2 separate regions of the Mus musculus genome follow, and region 2 is linked to region 1. A link is a contact called in public Hi-C data. All regions are on one chromosome and are shown on one strand. Each heading gives the region's core, a stretch centred on a gene start, on an enhancer-like site or on the middle of the called end of the contact. The rest is flanking DNA. Distances are from core to core; before and after follow the strand shown. Region 1 overlaps Adcy9 (adenylate cyclase 9). Region 2 has its middle 35 kb from the start of Adcy9.

Evidence for each region. Hi-C and Micro-C count contacts between places; a contact is called where the count stands out from the background.
Region 2: a Hi-C map of bone marrow-derived macrophages shows a contact between it and region 1, with 24 read pairs. The contact joins two enhancer-like sites. A contact is called at or near these places in 7 of 15 datasets of contacts at CTCF or cohesin (CD8 T cells, the NIH/3T3 cell line, embryonic stem cells and 2 more), 46 of 484 Hi-C or Micro-C datasets (the 63-12 cell line, B cells, CD4 T cells and 25 more), 7 of 115 datasets of contacts at active chromatin or transcription factors (the HPC-7 cell line, embryonic stem cells, extraembryonic endoderm stem cells and 4 more) and 1 of 9 other capture datasets (bone marrow-derived macrophages).

Annotation. Positions count from the first base shown.
Region 1 is chr16:4,313,595-4,321,061 of GRCm38.p6, forward strand. All of the region lies in intron 3 of Adcy9 (adenylate cyclase 9), which reads right to left. It also overlaps the pseudogene Gm6142. Among named protein-coding and RNA genes, the nearest start is that of Gm36359, 33 kb to the left of the region's middle. Within about 2 kb of position 2,672, at least 14 of the 459 cell types and tissues checked have an H3K27ac peak or open chromatin away from gene starts, as enhancers often do. A contact at or near this core is called in bone marrow-derived macrophages, where this site is marked.
Region 2 is chr16:4,451,975-4,459,037 of GRCm38.p6, forward strand. No RefSeq gene overlaps it. Among named protein-coding and RNA genes, the nearest start is that of Adcy9, 35 kb to the left of the region's middle. Within about 2 kb of position 3,952, at least 31 of the 459 cell types and tissues checked have an H3K27ac peak or open chromatin away from gene starts, as enhancers often do. A contact at or near this core is called in bone marrow-derived macrophages, where this site is marked.

The DNA.
Region 1 (7,467 bases), core at 1,422-3,921:
CTGAGTTTTGCAAAGGGTGTTATAAGTGTCTTGTTAAGGGCCTTTATTCTCAATTTACTGAGTGGCCATGAGTTCTGCATTCACTGCCGTTCAGCTGAGTCTGGCCCTGGGCTACTTCTGCAGCTTCCAACGTGTGCTGTAGGACTCTGTGTACCTGGATGCCCTCCACCATGCTTTCTGAAAAAGTCAGGCATGGTGGTGAATCTGTAATCCCAGAATTTGAGAGGCAGAGTCAGGAGGATTATCACAAACTCAAAGCCAGCCCAATTCACACAATTACATAATGAGTTTTAGTACAGCCAGCAAGGGATATCCACTGCCAAAAATCAAACAAGAATAAAAATCAGATACAAAAGCTCCATGCTCCATCTGAGAAGTTGTGAAGGTAGTTCTAGAGAAAGAAGAGAGTGGTGGCTGCTGGGAGGGGAACAGTGACTGCTAACAGCTACTGCCTGTGCTGCAGACTTGTATGTCCCTCTCTCAGCAGGATTCCTACAGTGATGCGGACAGGTGGGAGGGCCTTTAGCAGGTAATCAAGTAACAAGGCCCTGCTCTGATGAGAGAGATCACTGCCCTTATAAAAGGGAGCCAATCAATTCCCTGGCACTCCCATTCCATGAGAAAAGGCCATGTATCTATGAACCAGCATCACATCTTCACTGGATATCACATGCATTGGTTTTCAGAACACTAAGCAATAACTTGTTTTCCAGAATTACATTTATTTTGAATTATGTTTCTGTGCTTCTATATGGGTATCTGCACATGAGAGTGGTACCTGAGGAAGCCAGCTGTGATCTACCCAATTGGAGTGCTAGGAATTAAATCCAGGTCCTCTGCAAGAACAATATGAGTCATCTCTCCAGCATGGGGACAACTTCCTACTGTGGGCACCCTCCAGTTGATGGAGTTTTGTGACATCAGTTAACTGGAGGAAGACAGCTCTCTCTCTCTCTCTCTCTCTCTCTTTCTCTCTCTCTCTCTTTCAAGGGCTCATGAAAACATTCTGCAGTAACATGATGATGGTTATATACCTTGAAAATACACTTTAAACTTATATGATTAAAAGGTTGTCTCTGTGTTATATGGGTCACATCTCATGGTGACAAGCGAGTGGCTCAGTAGACACTATGCTAACCTGAGGGTGATGAGCTCTCTCTGCTGGGCAGCTGGGCTGAAAACTAGGTATCTGTCCTGGCAGACCCAGAATCCCAAGCTTGTAGGAATTAGCTTACCTAGGAAGGCAAAGGTAGGACAAGTATAGACAGGTGTACATGGAGGAAGGCTCAGCTCAGTTACACACTGACCCCCTGACATGTGTAAGATGGAAGTGAAAACTTTTCTTGGAGAGATGCTTTAAGGATTAAATGGAGTGCATATGTGCACAGTCTAATGGTTCCTGGGACTCACCATATTCCGAACAGTCACTGCTACTGTCAGTGGGACACAGCAGCCCCAGGGATGGCGTAGTAATGGCTGATTGCCAGCGAAGAGGATTTCTTCTCAGTGAGAACTATTAAACACTAGGATTAATTATGGAAGACTAGATATTGTTGAGAAATTAAAAACAGCCTAAAGGCAAGAGTATGACCCAAGTTCACATCCAAATTTAGGTCACAGGTCACCACTGCATTAAATGAAAGCACAAAGATTCTAGAGTTCTATAGTTTGGGAATCTGACATAACGCAGATTATGAATATATCCATATTCACTTCAAAGATGGATGTACACATGCCAAAGTAGCTATTATTTATTAACTAGCACATGTGAACAAATACTACCTCCCATGTAAAATCTGTTTATATCCTTTAAGTTTCAATTTTGTGTGACATGTGTGCGTTTGTGTGTGTGCTGGGCTGGGGAGCACACAGAAGTCAGAGGAAAGCTTCCTGGAGTTAGTTTTCTCCTTCTATTTTTAAGTGGGCTCTGGGGATCAAATTCAAGCTGTGTGGCAAGCACTTTCCCCAGGGATCATCTCCAGTGTTGTCCTTACACTATCAAACTGACGTCAGCAAGACAGAACTGCTCCATTGGTAAGTTAATGCAATCATTCCTTTTTGAAATGCTATCTCATAACTCAGGTTAGTCTTGAACTTACATATCAAAGAACCATTTTGACTCTCCTCTTTCTACCTACCAACTGTTGGGTTTGTGTCCATATACCACCACATCAGCTATAGTGAAATAATTTTAAAACATCTTGTGCTATTGACTGAGTTAAAGTTCAAACATTTGCTAATGGAGAGAGTTATGAGTCAGTATTCCACACACAGCATGAGGACTCTAGTCCCATCCCCTGAACCCATAGGTGTCATTGTTTGTTTGTTTTGTTGATGTTTTAAAGCCAGGTATGGCTGTGAGCACCTGTTATCCCAGCACTGGGTCCCTGGGCCTTGCTGGCCAGCTCATCTAGATAAGGGATCTCCAGGTTCAGGAGAGACTGACTGTGTCTCAGCAAGATGGAGAGGAACTGATGGAGATACCTGTATTTGACCTCTGACTACACACATGAACACACACGTGCACACATATCACCCAAGATCAAGCACAAAGTGACTCTCTGAGCCCCAAGTGGAGCAATGAAGGAAATGGGCCCAAGAGATACCTAGTTTTAACTAGAGCTGTTCAGAAGGTGGCGCTGAGTCCCTGCTCCAGTACTGGTGCAGTGCCTAGCTTGCTCCTCCAGAGGGCACACTGAACACTTCACTAACCAAGAGACTGACTAGGAAAGGACACAGCTTAGTGGGGACAGGCTGACCTTATGGTTTGAAAGACATTAACTTTATCAAACCCCTAGAAGCCACTGATCTTGATACAGGAGGATGAAACAGTACAAAGCTATTATTTCACTGGCCACTTTTAAACATCGAGACTGGAGAAGAGCCACAGTGCCACCAGCCTGACATCGTGGTCCTGGTTCTTCCACAAGTGAGTAGTCTACTTAAAGGTCTTACAGGGCAAAATGAAGATGTTCATGTAAAGTATGTCAGAATATTTCAAAAGTAGTATTTATTTATTTATTTATTTATTTATTTATTTATTTATTTTTAAGACATGGTCTCAGGGCTGCAGAGATGGCTCAGTGACAGAGCACTCAATCATGACGACAGGAGTTCAGACCCCAAAACTAATATCAGGAGGCTCACAATACCTGCAATTCCAGCTCTGAGGAATCTGACACATTTTTTTGGCCTCCATGCACACCCCCATACAAGTGTGCACAGACACACACACAATTGAAATAAAATATTACGTTTTAACACAGGGCCTCACTATATAGCCCTGGGTGTCCTCAAACTCATCACACAGTCTTTAAAGTTACAATCATCCTGCTTCCGAACCCTGAGTGCTGGGATTACAGACACGTGCCACCACACATGGCTTCAAAGCAGTTTTGTTTTGTGTGCCAGCTCAGAGGGAACTGGTTGATTAGTGCTATGTGCCATGGGCAAAAGGCTGGACAGTGGGGGCATGGTGGACAGTAAGAACACGGTGGTGAAGGGCAGCTGCTCACTAGGCCTTCTTAGCTGGGCCGCACCAGGGGCACCTAGACTTGGGCGAATCACTGAACTCTATAACGGGGCTCTTTGCTAGTCTCTTTCTTTCTCAGCCACACTCTTTTGGGAAGACTTTCTTGATTAGAATTTTACAACAATTGAAATTTCAAATTTTTCAGAAAAGAAAAAAATCTACCTTCCCTGGGAGAGACACTCTCCTGTCTCCACATCCTATTTCGTCTGGGGCCCCCATGTAGCATGAGGCCTTTGCTGTACAATGCTGTGTATTTTGCTTCTTTCTCTACAGCCCCAATGGCAATTTGGTTTTGACAATTTCTATGGCCTAACCTCAATCTGAAGTCTTTGCTGAATGACACATCTATGAAACCTTCTCCACTTACCAAGAATGTACATCTCCCCCCGCCCCTCTGCAGCTATTGGCATCTTCATCATTACCAAGAACCTCCAACTTAGACTATACCCTTCCCTATACACCTTGGGAGCCACAGCTCACTGTGGAGCAAGGCCAGCAGGCATGTGACAGTAAGTTCACTGTCAAAATGACAACAGCTATGATGAGTTAGAGGTGTTTCTGTGCTACTGACACAGAGGCAGCGTGCAGTCTTGTCATGCACAAGCTCAGGGAGACTTTGGTCACATGGAGACTCTGGTGCTGAGGACACCAGTGTCTGCACAAGCATGAGGAACTAGGTCCAGTCACTGGGAATTCCTGGACAGATAGCCTAGCCAAAAAGCAGTGTGCTCCAGGTACAGCTGGGAGACCCATAGTGCCTCAAGGGAATGAAGTAAAAAGTGACAGAGCAGGACAACCAATGTCCTCTGCTGGCATCATACAAGCACACACAAGAACATACATTCGTATATGTATGTATGTATGTATCTGCATATACCACATACACAGACACATACGCATGTGCACACAAACTCAAAGGAAAGACATACGCCTTCTGAAGACAGAGTGGTTTGTGGACACTGGGGTTTGGCCCCTGACTACCATGGAACTTGACTCTGGCTGCCTTTCCTGTCACAAGGAAATAATCCTGACACCTTGATCTGCTGGGCTCTGGTCACCTGAAATGACCCAAGATGCTGTAACTTCCACTTTGGCTCTTCTGAGTAGCTCTACTGGCACAGACACACTAAAGGGAGTGTAACCATCCCGTAAACAGTATTTCTACAGGCTAAGGAGTTTGCTGGCTGTTGCCTGGGTAACCGGAGAGTCCTTGGAAACTCACCAAGAGCATGCCTCAACACTTCCCCCTCCCACCTCGGTGGGCACAGGCTTTGAAGGAAAACCCAAAGCCATTCCTCTAATACATATGAACCCATTTTCATTTGCTTCTAACATGTTTCCACGCATGCACCCTGATTCTGGTCAGAACACATGGTATAGAGCTGCAGAGTGGGGTTGCTGGACTTTTTTGGTTTGTTTTTATTCAAGGCTGTTTCCCATTATAAGATAAATCATTTTGAAGTTAACACCTGTCCCTTTCCATAACTGCCACAGAGAAGCCTCTTTGGGGGATGGAAATATCAGTCCTGGTTTTGCCTGTTTAGTCTACTGATTACTGACTAGTTAGCAAGTGTGTCCTGGTACTAGAAGCAGCATCCTCTACTACAAGGCTCACTTGGACATGGCTGGCTGGGGTGAGCATCACTATGACAACACACATCAATCACTGAAATCCCCTCTAAGCTCCACCTGTCTCAATGTTTCCTCCTCACATCGTCCTTAACATAGGCTCAGTAAATTCCATTTTACTCAGGAGGAAACCAAGATGTAGAAGAGAAGGGGCTATAGTCACACAGCTAGAATACCACGGAGGAAATATGAGCCCAAGCAGAAGAACATTTGGTCTCAACCACACACACACACACACACACACACACACACACACACACACACACACACACACGAGTGCTCCATGGTGGGAAGGTCACTGCACCACCTGGGGCCAGGGCTTTGTTACTTAGGTATGGGCATGAACACTTTCAAAACTGATGATTTCTGCTAAGGAAATATCTGAGGTGAATAGAAACAAATCCTTATAGGAAAACAAAACAACAATGAGCACAGAAAAGAAAGGCTCCACAGATCTGTGAGAACAGGAAACAAGACAGCTCAGGAACACTAGAGGCAAAGTCATAAATAAACAACTGTAAAAACCCAAGACACAAGATCTCAAAGCAACTTGTGTAGAATCAAAGAACGCTAATTCCTGAACTTTTCATTTAATTCCTCACCCCTACAGGACTTTTGAAGTAAAAAAACCAAAATTGATAAAAAAATCCAGGTGAAGGATAAGTTAGACTCTGCTGAGCATGGTGGTGCAGGCTTGTAATCCTAGAGACATAGGCAGAGAGACCAGTGGTTCTGAGACAGCCTGGTCTGCATAAGACCCTAAAGAAAAAAGAAAAAAAAAGTCTACATTAGTTTCAGTAGACCGTGAGGAGAGAATATTGTTACAATGTTGTGAAAATAGTCCATCAGAAAAACAAAATAAGGAAAGTATTTAGTATTTTGGGAAATGTTCCTCATATATACCACTGCACATCCAATAACATTTTTTAGATGACACTATGCACGTCTTTCCACTTAATTACCATGCGTGCTTTATTACATTTTTGTTCTCTGTGCTGTGTGCGTGCTGGAGCATGTGGTGCATGTGGAAGTCAGAACAACCTGTGGGAGTCGGTTTTCTCCTTCCACCTTGAGGGTCCCGAGGACTGAACTTAGGTTGTTAGGTTTGGTGACAACCACCCTTGCCTGTTGGATCATCTCATGGGTTTCAAAATGTCTTTTAAAATATCTTCTGACTTATAATCGTGGAAAACAGGGTCAAATACATTGTCCCATGCCTATACTCTCAGCACTTGGGAGACTGAGGCAGGAGAGCTGTAAGTTTGAAGGTGCTCTGGGTTAGATAGCAAGACTCCTCCCAAACGCCTTTCAGATTTCTCAGTTCTTAGAACAGGTAGCAATGGTTGCTGTGGTAGCCCTGTGGTTAGAAAAATCCTGTCTGTGTTGTTGACTCAGAACTTTATAAGTCAACCAGACTAGAGTCTTTTTTTTTAGATGAACTCATTTATTTGACACATTAAGTTATGCAAAGAAAAATATATGCAACTGCATAAAAAGAACCACGTTTTCATATTATTAAACACAGCAGTGGCCGAAATAATGAATTGTAGAATGGACCCCAGGATTTAATGCAAAAAAACATCCCATACAGAAAAATGTCAGGCTTCTAGCTTTACAGAATCCAGCACTACACGGGCTTCTTTATACTCCTCGGCTTCTTCCAAGTATTTTTCACTTTCTAATATCTGCTGAAGACCAGTATATGCAGCCTCTAACTGACGCTGGCAATCTGGGATCATCATCCGGGACTCTTGCAGGATCTCTGCCTGCTTCTTAATGGCATAGTTCTCTCCATTTTCAGCCTTCATTTTTTCAATCTTTTCTTCTTGCTGCTTTGCTTCTTTTTCGTACATCACTCTTTCTTTGACCAATCGCCTCACTACTCCGGTCTTGATCTTGATCTGCCTCACTCGAGGATCGGCCATGGTCCCTAAGGCGCCGCAGGAAGGAGAGGCCGAGTCTTTTTTTGTAACACAATCAGTGTTCATCCTGAGACTCTGTTGCAAAAGGGAGAGATACCACTCTATGCTAGGCCTCTTCAGGGTACCAGGTCATAAATCCACTAGGAGTTTACTCCCTTTGATGAACTAGTCCCTGACACAGGAACAGCAGCCTGCTGAAGGGAAGTAAACAGACTGTACAGGATCCCAAGCAACAGTAAAGTCCACCTTAGGACAGAAAATATTACTAAGGCAACAAACCAATGCCATTAGTTCAAGGCGCTGACAGATGTACTGGAGAGACTGGCACAAAGAATGCAGAGCAGACAACTGGGATTTTACAAACTCTCCCACCAAGAGTGGCTC
Region 2 (7,063 bases), core at 2,702-5,201, 140 kb after region 1:
GAAAGTGGTAACAATATAATTAATAATAATAACAGTAATAATAATAATAAATTAACAATGTAGCAGGTTTTTCAATTGTATTTGTTTATTCTATGTATATGAGTATTTTGTTTGCATATATGTATGTATGTATACCACTTACTTCTCTGGTGCCCTCATCTCTGGAGTCAGAAAAGGGTGTCTTAATCCCCTGGAACTGGAGTCACAGATGGTTGTAAGTTACCATATGGGTGCTGAGAATCAAACCTGGGTCCTCTGCAAGAGCACCATGTACTTTTAACCATTGAGCCATCTCTCTAGCAGTTTTTAGAATATTCAGTTATACAATTATCACCACTATTTAATTCCAGAAAAATTAGTACCCTTAGCACTCACTTCATGCTGAAGAAACTCAAGTGATTTTTCTAATTAGAGGGAAACTACTAATCTACTTTCTGTCTCTGTTGGCCTAGTCTAGAGTTCCATACAATAGACCACCTTTTGGTGGGTGACTGCCTCTTTCCACCTAGGGTGTTCTCTAGGTTTATCTATGTGCTAGCGCATCCCTCTTTGTGGTTGAGTAATATTCTATTGCACGGTTAGAACATGTTTTCTTCGTTCATTTATCATTTCAGTTGCTATGCATGTGGGGAGGAAGGGACTTTCTTGGTCAGCATGGATGTCTACATTCATCAAAACTTATCCAACCATATAAAATAATCCCCAGAAGAAAGGATGAGAGAAAGGACAGGCAGAAGGAAGAAGGGAGGAAGGAAAAACCACATTGCAGGAACTGGGTCCTCTCTTCCTTCCTTTGGCACAGCTGTATTTGATTATCAAAGTCAAGCAAGCACAAATGGGATGCTGGTGGAGACTGAGACACGTATAGCCCAGGTTATGTGGGTGTGCTCCCTGGTCGAATCTGCTCACCTGTCTCAGGGAGCACTCTGTCCTACAGAGGCATCAAGCTACCTTGTGAGAAGCAGAAGTCTTAAGCATGTATGTAAGGATAGGAGGAATCCTGAGTGGATGTGTACTGTTCACATGACCTCAGCCATGTACCAGGGCTGTGGCAAGGATCCCAGAAGGCAAGCCTTCCCCTGGTCAGACATATGGAAACAGCAAAGCCTTTTGCTGGTGGCCTGTGAATGTTAACAACTGCACAAAACCCAGCAACTACAGCTTCCTCCTCCAGAATAATTGCAGGCTGAGACTGCTCCCTACAGAGAGAGACCTCCTATCCAGAGGAGTTTATGCCTCCTCCAGTGCTGTCCATAATAGATTTTCTGGGTTTTGGGCGGGGGAGGGGGGCTCAAAGCTAGCACAACCTACCTGATCCTAGCTTTTCTGTGTCTGTCTCTGTTGTCTCTTCATTCACACAGTTTTCCGGTGCTTAGCAGGACACAGCACTACCTGAGGCCCTCCTTGATGAAGAAGGGGTCCTACAGGGTTGAGGCCTGTCTGCTTTGACCGAAGCCATCCCCTTTTGGACCCTGGAGCTGAGTGACCTCCATCCTCTCTTGGAGATCATCTGTGTGTACCCTTTGCTTCCAGGCCAAGTTGTCCTTCAGGGTAGATTTTCCTGCTGCGCAAGAGATAGGATCTAGTCAGCCTGGCAGTTCTTGTTCTTGATATAAATCAATACATTGATAGATGACTACACATTTAAAAAGCAAATTGCCAGAGGAAAGCCACAGTGGGAGTGGTGGGGAATGTGGAGGGAATGGTGGGGAATGTGGATGAGGCGTAGCAAAGTCCAGAACTGGAAGGGAAGATACGGTCAGAAAATGATGGGCAACGAACACCATTTCCTTGTTCAAAGACAATTATTAGCACGTAGGTTGCAAATGGTCTGGTCATCAAGTTCAGTGGCATGTTCATTTGATTTGACCCTGTAGAACACTGTATGCTGCACTGGAGACCTTGGTCCTGATGGGTTTCACGGTAGGGACTGAGAGCAGAAAGTAACAGCTGACAATGTGTTGTACCCAGGAGAGACATAGGTCACACATGCCACAGAAGCTCCAACAGTAGACAGAATTTCACACTGCTCCATACCGACACCTGGGGTAAGATGGTTTGCCTAAAGTCAGCTGGTGTTCAGAGGCTCACTCACCAGCCAGCCCTGTAGACTTGACTGCAAACAAAGAACTGAAATGCACTGTAGTGGTCCTTAAAATGTAGGCAGGCCCATAAACTAGAACCTCCACCTGAGAGTGAGGGTGTAGAGAAGGAGAGCCTTGTGGAAGAGGGAAGACAAGCTGAGGTCAGCCTGGGACTCTCCTGAGAGAACTGTGGCCCTGAGTTCATACAGAGAGAGAAATACGCATATCCAGAGAGATGCTTGGTTTAAACAGAGAGGTGCCCAGGGTCAAGGGCAGCAGCAGGAACCAAGGCTGAGGGTCATTCAACTGGAGGGATGTGGAGTGTGTGTGTGGGAGGGGGGAGCATCCAGTGAGGTAAAGGGAATATCCAGCTGGGGCGGGGGGGGGGGGGGGCTGAGAAGATTTCTGGGAGGGGGCAGCACAGGTCTTTCATAGCATGAAGAACTAACACAAACAGATGAGAAGACACTAAAGAATCACTGGACAACGGCCTTCTGTAAGACAGTCAGGCTCTAATCCTCAGAACCTGCAAACATGTCACCTTATATGACAAAAGGGATATTGCAGATACAATTATAAAAACGAGATTATCCTTACTATTCGTGTAGGCCCAGGAAAGTCATGAGAGAGGGATGCAGGAAATCACAGTTCTAGAAGTGAAGCCGGCAGCAGAAGGTTGGAGCCACGTGAAGAAGCAATCACAAGCCAAAGGATGTAGGCAGCTTCCAGATGCTTAAATGGCAAGGATTCTTCCCTGCGGCCTTCAAACAGCATAGACGTGCTGTGGTTTAACTCCATGACAGTGACTGCAAACTTCTAACCTTCAGAACTTCAAGCTACTAAGTGTGTTTTGAACCAATAAATCTGTGGGTGTTCATTATAGTGACAACCGGAAGCTAGTGCATTGGTAAACCAGCAGAATACACAGCTTGCACATGATCTCTTATATAAAGTCCTTCTTCATGCTCTGGGTTGAGGTATTTCCCTGTGAAAATTTTATTCCAACAAAAAGGGCTGGAAGCCATACTCTTTGCAAATGTGGACACATAGTAGATGCTGCTCCATTCACCCAGAAGGCAACCACAATAGAGCTACAATGAGAGCTACAGTAGAGCGACAGCAACACTTCTGTCCTTTGAAAGCCTAGAATCTGGTGTGAGAAACGGACGTACAACATGCAGTTGTAGCACCATACATGACTGCTTAGATGAAGGTGGGGCAGAGGACAATTCAGGAGCAGATGGAGACCCAAGAATACAGCTTCTCACTGCACAGAAGTCCCAGCACAGGAGATCTTAGCTTGATAAAGCAGTCAGAGGAAGGGAAACCCAAGAAAATGGAACCACATTTACCAAGTTGGGGCCAGGAGAACGTTCGGGGAACCACAGATTAACTGGATATGGACAGACAGAGACCAAGCTGAGATAGGCGGTTCCCGACTGCTTATAGACCACTGTTTCATGACTGCTTGCTAGGCCCCTTTTCAGTTCCTTTCAACTGCTGCAGGAAGGCTCAACCCAGATGGGGAGAGGCCTAAGGAAAGGAAGCCTTCTCTGACAGAAACAATAAAAATCACCATCACAGATTTAAAAAAAAAAAAACCAGCCCAGGCTAGTGCTGTGGGTTGAAGAACTCTGACCCCAATTATGCCTGGTTGCCTCTCACTTCCCTGGTCTCACAAACTCACAAAGCAGCAACACATTTCCAGAGACAGAGTCCCATGCTGGAGCAGCCAGCGTCTCTGGCTGGTCTCTAGTTTCAGCCATTCCTAGGTAGTTAGTCCCAGGGGCAGCAGTGAGCCACAGTACTATACCACACTGCATGCAGAAAACAGCTGCATCTTTGATAAAGCGTTGCACATGGTAACAAGTGGGTGATATCAGCTTGACCACAGGATGAGTAAATCTGCTTTATAAAGAAGATGGCTTGAGAGAGGAAGTAAGAATCAAGAAGAAGCAGAGAAAAGAAGCCGCAGCTTGAAAGGATGAAGGCAGCAGCTCCTCTGTGTCTGGGATGGCATCGCCAATATTTGAGAGTTTCCTAGGAATCCTGACCTTGGACAAGATCAGGTTGTGGGTGGCAGGGACCAGGGGGATAAACCTCTTTTAACCACTGATTCTAAGCCAGACGTTGTGACTCAAACCCGTATTCCTAGCACTCAGACTGGACCAGGAGGATTGCCATGAGTCTGAGGAGCCGGAACTATAGATGAGACCCTGTCTCAAAACAAGTCAACAAATGTAACAAACCTCTGATCTTGTCTGCAGTGTAAATCCAGGCCAAGGATGAGCATCAGCAGAGAGAGGTCACAGGAGGAACTCTAGTGAGTGCCAAGGGGGAAGATTTTGGAAATAATTTTTTTAACTTTCCACTGTTCCAGTATTGGGACTCTGAATCTGAGAAGCAAGTTTTTTTTCCTTTCTAAGCAATCAGATGAATAAGGAGAACTCTCTGTGCTTAGCAAGTCTGCGTTGGTGTGGGCCCACACTCGGCAGAACATGGTAGAGGGGGTAGGCAGAGTGATCAAAAACTGAGTCCCAGATGGCGCAGGCATGGAGATGGGGGCTGCAGCAGAGAGGGCAGTGTGCCAACCAGGAGAGAAAACTGATCCAAGGAAAGCCACAGGAGGGGCAAGGTGGACATGGGGTGGACACACAGCAGAATCCAGGACCCTTGCTGCTCTCCAGCCAGGGGTGCCACAGAAACGGCGGCTGGCCTCAGTCCACTAGGAGCGTGCAGGAGCTCTGGCTCAGCTACTCGCTGTCTGTACAGTCTTGGGCCGGTCACTTCCTCTCTCTGGAGCCATCTCATCTGGAAGGGTGGGTAGAGGGCCCATCCCATCTTTGGTAAATATCTAACACCTACGGAGAGATTGTTAGAACGTAAAAATTTAACAGCTCTCTACCCCAAATTCTACCAAAATATGTTCTTAACACCTGTTACCTGAAACTGTGCAGCTTTCTTATTGTGTCAGGGAGGAAGCTGGTAAGGAGACAGACATCGAGGCTTTCCAAGGAACCCACTAAGTAGGAGACATGCAGAATAAAGCCTCAAGAGAGTACCTTACATCCATACAAGGCTGAAGCCCACTGTCTGAGTCCATAAAAGCCCGGGGGGGGGGGGGGGTGGTGACATTTTCTGGCCAATGAAGATTCACTATGAACCCATCTTCCCCATGGTGTTATGTTCAGGGCTGTCCCACCACCTCTCCAAACTTATTTGACTCAAAGAACTTCAAAACCTCCCTTCAATGAGACTCCTATCACACCTGAGTCACTGGGCTAATAGCAGTGTATCCCTATCCCACAGGAGGCGCCACTGACAATGGACTGGGAACAATTTAGGTGTTCTTGTTGCAAGGCAACATATAAGGAAGGGCCTGTGGGGCACAGTTTAGGCAGCGGCTTACTCTGCCCCTGGATGCGCCACTGACTAGGACTGTCTCCCTCTGCAAAGCTCAGATGCGCTGGCTTACTCTTCCCATCCACCTTTCCACACTTTAGCACACCAGGGGACTTGATTGACACTCAGATGAGGCAAAGATGATTCCTAGATTAGAGGAAACTGAACAATTCCTACAACCGAAATGGATGAAAAGAATCAGGATTTATGAGAATGGGGAAAGGAGGGGGACTGAAATTCTGGGAACAGATATAAATTCACCCAAATTGTGTAGCCGTCACTCCAGGGGTGCAGCTGGCTCAGTGAGCAGCAGCCACACTTGCTGTTATCACTGCTCCTGCATTAGCTGGTCTTGCAAAGATAGCCTCTGTAAAAAGTTCTCTGGAGACATAGACAAGTGATTTGATTTTATTGTTTAGCTTCTGAGACATGTCTCATTACATGGTCTGGGCTGTCCTGGAACTCATTATGTAGGCCAGGCTAGCCTCAAGCTAGCAGAGATCCACTTGCCTCTTTCTCCTGACTGTTGGGATCAAAGTTATGTGAACCACGCCTGGCTAGCAACTAAATTAAAAATCACTCATTCAAAGGCTACAACACATTAGCTTCAAGTATGGTCGCAGTTGTGTAACTATATAATGCTATGACATATCAAAATGTCATAGCATTATATAGTTACACAACTGCCAACAGTCACTTCCTAATTTACCCCCACCCTGGGTAACCTCTAAGCTCCTTTCTATCTCGTGGATTTAAGAAATAACATTTTCCCCCTTTAGGTCATTTTTCTACTACTAGAATATTCCACTGTCATGTGGCCTTGGGGTTTTAATCCAGATCTCAGGAGCCATACATGGAGGATCAGTAAACACTTGGAGATCCCTGGCAACCCTAGCCAATAAGGAAAACCAATCAAAGCCACAATGAAACACCACCTAAGATGCTGAGAAATGCCTGCTTTTATAAAACCAGGAAACAGCAAGTGTAGGCTGGGATGTGGAGAGATGCGAATCTTTGTTCACTGTTGGTGGGAGTGTGAATGGAGAGGCTGCTGTGAAGAGCAGTGTGGTGGCCTGTGTGGTGGACTACACACTCCCAAGCATCGAAAGCAGGGGCTGGAAGCAACGGTGCAGCGTTCATTGCACAGCTGTTCATGACTGAACACTGCTCACTGTCAAAGGTGAAGGCAGCTCAAGCATTCACACCCAAGGATGGATGGATAAACGAGATTGGAGCAGGATGCAAAGGGATATCACTTGACCAAAAAAGGGAAAACATGCTGACATAATCCACAATAGTAATTAATCCTGAGGACATTAAGTAAAATTTCAACTCACAAAATGGTAAGTATTATGCAGTTTCTGTAGTGTCGTGGTTATCACATTTACCTCGAATGAGATGGCAGATACGGTATGAGTCTGCCTATGTGGCTGCCAAATTTGCAGAGATGGAAAGAACAACAGAGCTGGGGCCTGGGAGAGGGGGATGGGAGTTGGTGCTTAGTGGGAGCAGACTTTCAACTGTGCAGCATAGAGTCTGGCGGATGGACAGCGATGGTTTCCAACGGCACGAAGGAA